Regions from separate parts of the Mus musculus genome. Here region 1 is linked to region 2. Evidence: chromatin contacts called from public Micro-C data. All regions are on one chromosome and are shown on one strand. Each heading gives the region's core, a stretch centred on a gene start, on an enhancer-like site or on the middle of the called end of the contact. The rest is flanking DNA. Distances are from core to core; before and after follow the strand shown.

Region 1 (4,337 bases), core at 723-3,222, 47 kb after region 2:
ACTGAACAATGAGTGTATGTATGTATATGTTTGAGTATATGTATGTATATATGATATGTATATATTTATAAAGACAAAGGAAAATTTTGAATCTTTTAATACTAGTTTTGAGTAAGGTAAAGGTAAGTAAGCAGTCAAAACAAAAAAGCATGCTCAAGTGAAAGGATACAATATCTTTTGTTACTTCATTACTGTATCTCAATTTATAATGCTCCCCACTTATGCTCTCTCTTCTAGTTGTCATATTATTTAGATTTTTTTTTTAGCACTATAAGGGACCAAACCCAAATCCTGGGCTTGCATGCAAGGCAACTACTTTACCACTCACCTACATCCCTAGCCCTTGCTAATGTGTGTGTGTGTGTGTGTGTGTGTGTGTATGTATGTATGTGTGTTAAGCTACTTGAGCTGACAGTGCTCCCCACAAGAACCATAGACTAATGAAAACCTCAGTACCAGAGATGAGAAACCTTCTTTCAAATGATTAGGCAGAGTCCAAGCAGCAAGCAGTGCAGCATAGACTATTTATTGATGGAGCCCTTGCTTTCCTCTCCAAGGGTGAGGGCAAGCCTCTGCTGTTGAAGATACCTCACGGTTAGGACACAGAGCTTGGATGACATGAGCTGGATCTGACCTAAAAGCCTCTTTGCGCAATCTTGCTTCCTTGTTGACATTTTAAAATGTTATAATTGTGGTCAGACTTTGCCATCCATAAATTTAAAATGATCAGAAAATGAGATCTGGAAGTATAATTGACTGAGCTCTCCAAAAAGCCATGCTTAAATAGCTGGTGGCTGGTGACGTTTTCTGTCCTACTTCTTTCCTCTTTTGTGATGTTGGTTTTTATCACTGCCTTTTCAGTGTAATGGGAGTGTTTGCTTCAAAAGCTGTCATTATAATGAGAGCTGCATCCTTATAATGGTGTAGATGGAGCATAGTACATGCATTTCCTTTTTGTCTCACATTCGATTTTTGCAACAAATCAATCTTTCTTGCTCTCCCACCCGTGTGTGTGTGTGTCTGTGTGTGTGTGTGTGTGTCTGTGTGTGTGATGCTGAGGATGAAACTCAAGACCTTGCATTATAGGCCGCCACTACCACCAAACCACAATATCAACCCCAGCAAATACTTCCTAACCAATAAGCATTGTGTGTATGTGTCATTTGTATGTATGTGTAGTATGTACATGATCATGTATGTGTGTAGAGTATGTTCACATGTGAAAACCAGAGGTTGATGCTTGGTATCTTGCTTTCTGCCTCTCTTTACCTTATTGTCTGAGATAGGGTCTTTCACTAATAGAACTTATCAACTTAGGTAAACTGGCTGGTCAATGAGTTTTGGGGAACCATTGGTCATAAATGTGCCACCAGGGCTTTTATGTGGACTCCAGGGATCCAGACTTTTGTTTGTTTGTTTGTTTGAGACAGGGTTTCTCTGTGTAGCCCTGGCTGTCCTGGAACTCAGTTTGTAGACCAGGCTAGCCTTGAACTCAGAAATCTGCCTGCCTCTGCCACCATGCCCAGCCAGACTTGAATCCTCACAGTTGCACTTTGCTGACTTGAGCCATCTCCCCAGGCCCTTGAGCCAAAAAAAAAAAAAAAAAAAAAAAAAAAAGGAAAAAAGAAAGGGGGTGGGGCTCCTACTTAGGCAGAAACATAATATGTTGCCTAACATTTCAAGATGTTTAAACTTGTTTGGTAAGGCATATTTCAAATGTGAGAAAACTTAAGAATAAACTATTGAAATGAGAATGGCTTGGGAATGATGTGCATGGTATAAATGACAGCTCTGTGGAAAGTTTGAAGACCAAACAGCTACTTTCTTGGGGGCTACCCTTGCCCTCTCCCTGGAAACAAGGCAAGTGGGGCTTGGCTCAGGGGGAAAAAGCAATGGTGTCTCCCTTCTCCTAACATTTCTGACAGCCAGAGTCACTCTGTTCTACAGCCAAGCATTTGTAGCCCAGAGGCCTGTTCTGTTACTGTTTCCTAAGCTGTACTGGCATTGCATAATTAACTGCCAGACCTCTGTCACACTAAAGATGCTGGGGCTGTTTTCCAGGTCCAAGAATACCGAGAAGCCTTGGAGGGAATATTAATCAGAGGCAAAGATGGGATCCACTTGGTGCCAGAACTCTATGCCATCCCACCAGACAAGGTAACCAGTTGTCACCAAGCCCTTGTGGGGCTCATCTAGACCGAGTGAGTTAGGGCTTGGCTTTTTTGGTATTCTCTACCCACCTTTTAGGGCATATGACCTCTTTTCCTCTTTAGAAATCAGAAGTTGCTTCTAAAAGATATAGCTTTCCTATTTATCATAAGGAATTATAGCTTTGAAGAACATATGGAACATATTTGACCATGGATGTCCTAGGGAGGCAGCATCTAAAAACCTTTGAAGCATACCTGTCCCTAATCTGTGTTTGAATCAGGCCCATACACACCTTACCAAAGGAAATCAAAGCCCCTGGAACCTGTCCAATCTAGGATTCCAGACCCCAGGTTCTAGACTCCAGGTTGTGGGCCTTCACACAAAGCCACACCACTTGCTAATGGGTAGTATATTTTACAGTTAGTAGAAATGTCTACACATTGGATGCCCTATTGGACCTTTGAAAGTAGTGATGTAGTAGATTTTTCTTTTAATTTCATGTAGAACATACATTTTGATGAGCAGTGACTTGTAATTTCACCCTCCAAATATGTGAGGCAGAAGGATCAGTAATTCAAGGCTACTTTGTATGACCCTCTTGCAAAGGAATGTTTAAAAATATACATTTTAAATGAGTCTGAAATTTGATCCTTAAATGGCATAAAATTTCTGAGTATTACTTTGGGCCCTAATCTAGAACAGAGGTTCTCAACCTTCCTAATGCCGTGACCCATTAATACAGTTCTTCATGTTGTGGTGACCCCCAGCCATAAAATTATTTTCATTCCTAATTCAAAACTATAATTTTTGAATCATAATGTAAATATCTGATATTTACAATGGTCTTAGACAACCTCTGTGAATAGGTTTTTTGACCCCCAAAGAAGTTGCAAACCATAGGTTGAGAACTGTGATCTAGAAGGAACTATTAAATGTTACATAAATGACTACTTAGATCAAAAGAAAAGTCAAATGAAGGAGTTGAGTTTCTATAAGAAATAGAATATTCTACATCTGGAAGCATTGGATTATTTCACATTGATAATAGCCCACCTAGTCAGCTGGTTCACTTCTGGATTCACTGGAGTGGCGGGGAGTGGGGAGTTTCCTTGCAATGTCCCTATCTACTCAGTCCTACCTAGACTGTTGGGTCTGAGCTTCCAGAAACTCCATATTTCCATCATAGCACGGCAGGTGTATATCATCCAAGTGTTCTTAGGACAAGTTAAAGATAAGATTTCTGTTGTGTCACACCATACCGACTAAGTTATGAAGTCTTCCAGGGATTTTGTGTGTGTGTGTGTGTGTGTGTGTGTGTGTCATAAAGTCTTCTGCAAATTACTTCACTTTACATTTCTATCTGTATGCTATGGATGGTGTGAATGCTGATAAGGGTAAGAGGTGTTGAGGTCACTTTCCATAGCTACATTTTTATATTCCATGTTCAGATTGCTCATACTCTAGTACTGTGGCATCAATGGAAGGAAGCTGGAAACCAAGCAAGGGAGAATGCATTATCTTCAAGGATAGTACACCTACTTTATGGTAGAGACTAGTCATCCATCCCTGCTCTCCCAAAAGGCACTAACCATAGTAAATACTTGGTATCAGGGCTGTGCTTTGCTTCCTGCAAGATAATGCTGGTTGTACATCACAAAAATGTTACTCTACAACTCTCTCCTAAAGACCACACTGACTTTTAGGTATCTACTTGTCATTCAGTGTCCTCTTTATTCAGTGTACTTAGCTTATATGCAAGGCACCAGCGCTGGACAGTAGTTTACCTTAACCTCATTTTGTGTTAGCTTTGCAGGTGAGAGTTTGCAAGGTTCTTCAGTCACATCAATAGCATATATAGAGAGACCACTGGAAAAGAATCTGCAAGGCACCACAAACCTATATGGCTCCTTTGTGCAAATTAGAAAAAGTCTGGGACTACAGTGGCATGTAGCCTGTATGCTTGGGCAAGGTGCCACCATCTATGGACCCTCCACTGCACAGCTGGGGACTAGGGAAAGGATGGCCAACAAAACTGTAGTGAGCAGCTGGCCATGCCTTGCACAGCCTAGGGGCTAGTACACAAGATGGTTCTATATCTGTGAGGTATTGTAAAAGCAGAACTAGGCTGTGAGATGGATACACAGGAAAGATGAAAGCGAAGATGCGGTGCAAGTGCATCTGTAAGT
Region 2 (4,007 bases), core at 572-3,071:
GAGCAGAGACAAATTTAACATTCTTTTACACTATGGTAATGGGAAAGTAAAATGATTCCAGGTCATCTAAACTAAATTATTACAGAAATAGTTTAATTTGGTTAACTGGTTAGTTTTTTCAAGTTGATTAAGAATGGACCCTCCCAATTCAGAGACAGGGTACTTTAGGTTCAAAAGACATGATATTTCCACTTTGCATGCTGTCCTCTAAGACAGAGTCTTAAGCTTCCAATGAGAACACAAGCCATCCTAAAAATAAGCAATGATGCCACCTTTTAAATACAGAAGAATATATGAAATCTCCAGGAAAGGTACATAGAAAGATTACTAAAGGGATTCAATTATGGTAATTGAATGCTTAATCTTACTCCCTAGGCCACAGCAACTCCTACATGGAAGTACATTGTGCACTGTTTCATAACTTCAGTGCCATTATTAAAACAAATAATGAGTTGAGAAAAGAATGGTAAGAAGATATGAGGGGAACTGCCCAATGTAAAACATATACATGCACCAAGGCTTGAAAAGAATGTTGAAAAGTACTCGAGCTGGGTGTGGTGGCACGTACTCAGAATCCCAACACTTTGGATGCCGAGGAAAGAAGTATTGCTGTGAGTTTGAGGAATAGTCTTGGATACATAATATAGTTGAGAGCAGCCTAGGCTACATGACAAGACTCTGTCTCAGAGAAAAAGTATGTGGGCTGATAGGGGTTGGGTGCTTTAGTTAAAGACTAACTATAAGGGGAGTCAAATAAGCAGGACTCATTTTCAGTCCATCAACATTGAGCCCTAGACACATGTACAATCAACTCTGTGCCAGGTGTGGTGGGAGATACCAAGCTATTTCATAAGCATCTCATAATCCAGTTAGAAAAGTATGCCTCAGTTAAAATGTAAACAATACACTATTTCCAAATGGTGCTGAAAATAGCTCTGGTTTAAGTGCCACTCTGAGTCAAGTATGTGCTACACGCACTTGACCTTGTCACATTACAAGGCATGAGGTTTACCCCAACAGATAAAAACAGTAAAAGTCAAACAACTGAAACAGTAACACAAATGTCTATATAAATCAGAAATGGAATAAAGTGCAGTTCGAACTGACTCGTTGCCCCATCTTTACTGAGGAAACTGCTATAGGAATCCAGAAAATTGGAAACGCTAATGAGTGGGCTGACCTAGTCTTTAAGGCAAAGGTAAGTTTTAGACAATGAAATGGGTCAAAGTGGAGAATAACAAAGTGCTTGTGGAAGCAATTACATTAGAACAGCTGCCCAGTCAAATTTATTTGTGGGCCAGATTTTGATGGACAATGAAGACAGGATCAAAGAATGCGGCCTGTGGTTAGCAACCTTGACAACTAATGGGATGCCAAATTTCAAAATATACTATTATAAATGAACTGCAAAATTCTCCCAGGAGCTAAGGCCAGGAGCCACGGGTACCAGGAGTGTATGTGGAGGACAGTACTCAGGCCTCCCTTTCTTGCTTTCAGTGCTGAGCTCCACTATGGGGACTCTGTCCTCAGGTGAGGCCCAGGACAGGGCGGGGCTATGACGGCCGGTCATCCGAAGGATGCCCAGGCGGCCCAGCCTCTTTCTAGTCTCCGGTGGGTTTGGCGGCTCCGCTCAGGAGACCTTGTCATTGCCGACCCAGAAAGCCGACTTGTTCTCTGCTTCCATCCAAGTTCTCCATACTCCTGCGGGCTGCCCCATTTTCCTTCCTGGTCAGGCCATGACAAGGAGGGCTCCAAACCCCACGGAGGAGGCGGACTGGGGGCGGAGCTGCGAGCAGATCGGTACCGCCCCCCCAACGCGTTCCTTCCGGGCGGGACTGCACGGGTTCCGCTTCTTGGTTCGGGCCGGCGTGAGGGGTGGCCTCCGTACCCCGGGGGCCGCGACCGAAGGACTCTGCTCCTTTAGCCTCAGCCGCGGTTGGAAGCAGGTTGAGGTAGGAGCAAAGTCAATAAAAAAAACTGAATTTCCGTTAAGAGCCCAGCTCCCCGCCGCTCCCAGCGGCCTTCCTCTGTAGACCCTCTCCCTTTAGGCGGAGACTTGGAGAGTCCGCCCCACGAGGGGGGCGGAGCCTAGTAAAGCTTAGGTGAGCTCCCAAGCAACCCGGAGCCGCCTCCCAAAACAGAGGGGTACCGCCAAGGCCTTTCTCCAGCCTAGTGCCCAGTCTAGGTTCTGTCGAGCATGGTGGTGGGACTAGAAACCCTCGGGGCAGCTGCTGACCGGGAGGAAGCCGGGCCGCGATAGCGCCACCCCCGTCTCCTCCCCCGCACCGCCCAGCGGCGCGACACTCTGGTTGGCTCGCCTTGCAAGTCATACTTTGGGTCTCTCAGTTTGAAAACTCTTCCTCTCGGCCCCCTTTGAAGAAACTCATTGACGCTGAATGTTTTGAGGACCAGGTCAGCTTGGAGGCGGCAACTTTGGCGGACACCAGCGGGCAGGTCCAGCTCCGTGGCCCATGAGCTTGGGCGAGATGCGGAGCAGGAGCAATTCTGGGGTCCGCCTGGACGGGTACGCGAGGCTGGTGCAGCAAACCATCCTGTGTTACCAGGTAAACAGAGAGCAGCCCAGAGAACGGTGGAAACTGCCCACTGATATAACTCATTCTCCCCAAGGCCTCTGTCACTCATGAGAGCTTGCATTTATTTAAGAGGTTTCCGACTTTAATCCAGTCCTTTGCTAGCCAGTTATCACCCTACTCCCTTATCGCTATTTTATTCACTTTACTCACAAGTCAGGCATTCTGGCTTTTGAACAGTTGCTGCGGCTGCTTTGCAGAATTCTGGGACCTTTTTTTTTCTCTCCTCTTCCTCCTCCCTTCCTCTTTTTCCCCCCATCGGGACACCCCCCTCGAGGTCCTTCCTTACTGCCTCTTTTGGATGAAAGAAGTCTGTTAGGTTGGACAGAGCACACTGAAGGAGAACAGTGAACTAACTCTACTCTGGGAACAGTAGGCAGGAGTGAAAAACTCCCAAGGCTTGCATCTGACCAGAGTGTGGGCAACTGTTACTGCCCCTCCCTTGTTAGAAATCCCCCTGAGAGGACCCTATGACCACTCTGGTTGCTGCTTTACAGCCAACAAAACTTCTGGGCACAGAGCATCAGCATCAAGGGGTCCTGTGAAACTGTGCATATAATCTCAGGTATGAATACGCCTGCTATGCTTCCTGCTTGGCAAAAGTTATGTGTGAGTGCCCAATGTAAGACCACTGAGCTATTTTTGTTCAGAGCAAAGACATCAGCTATATTGCTTGCCTTCAGTTGGCAGCAGCTATTTTTAGGGCTTTGAGAGTCAGAGAAGGAAGTAGCAGTTGGTGGTCATTTCCAAACCATTAACCTTTTTTTTTTCTTCTTAGCTAATTCCTTGACCTCTCACTCAGGAAGAATTTATTGTGTATCTTTTCTATGCAAGGCATCATACAAACTACATAAAATGAATAAATGGTACTGCCAGTGGTGTGACTTAGTGGTAGTTTACCTGGTAGTCTCAAGGCCCTGGATTGGATTGCAGCACTGTAAAAGAAAAAAAAAAATGTTCATAGCACAATACGGTGAATTTTATGAATAACGTAAAATAAGTTCAGTGTTTCTTGTTTGAAACACGTTGGGGCCAAATGTGGCTTGTAAGCTAGAAACGTCTTGATTTTAAAAATCATATGCATACTCTATAAGCATACTCTAATAGCCAGAGTAGTCCAGGCAGTACCCCTTAGTTACAGCCACTATTATTTCTCCATTGGAATATGAATGTTCACACTAAGCAATAAGTAAAGACTATAAAAAGAGTTTCACATTAGATCAGCTTGTCTTTGCCACCAAAAGAAATTTCTGCAAATGTAGGAGAAACATTTCCATATGTTAATGGCTCTGAGGATTGCTCATAAAGGAATGCAGGGTTTATTTGAGGAAAATACTCCCTCCCCCATCCCTCCCCCCTACTGCCAAACCATAGATGGCAAGGAAGGAGTTCTGCACGACATGGCATTCCAGTGGA

The links. A called contact is a pair of places that touch in the nucleus more often than the background predicts.
Region 1: a contact with region 2 is called in a Micro-C map of brown adipocytes, with 4 times the contacts expected there. The contact joins the enhancer-like site here to the promoter of Phka2 in region 2. A contact is called at or near these places in 2 of 39 promoter capture datasets (the 3T3-L1 cell line and 3T3-L1-derived adipocytes), 7 of 484 Hi-C or Micro-C datasets (the HPC-7 cell line, beige adipocytes, brown adipocytes and 3 more), 3 of 115 datasets of contacts at active chromatin or transcription factors (the 230-238 cell line, the SCID.adh cell line and trophoblast stem cells) and 1 of 9 other capture datasets (adipose tissue).

The regions. Positions count from the first base shown.
Region 1 is chrX:160,547,114-160,551,450 of GRCm38.p6, forward strand. It overlaps Phka2 (phosphorylase kinase alpha 2), which reads left to right. Exons shown (of 33, transcript NM_172783.4): 11 at 2,062-2,157. Among named protein-coding and RNA genes, the nearest start is that of Phka2, 47 kb to the left of the region's middle. Within about 2 kb of position 1,973, at least 6 of the 459 cell types and tissues checked have an H3K27ac peak or open chromatin away from gene starts, as enhancers often do. A contact at or near this core is called in 3T3-L1-derived adipocytes, adipose tissue, beige adipocytes and 1 more, where this site is marked.
Region 2 is chrX:160,500,341-160,504,347 of GRCm38.p6, forward strand. Phka2 (phosphorylase kinase alpha 2) reads left to right here and starts at 1,822. Exons shown (of 33, transcript NM_172783.4): 1 at 1,822-2,564. The coding sequence starts at 2,487.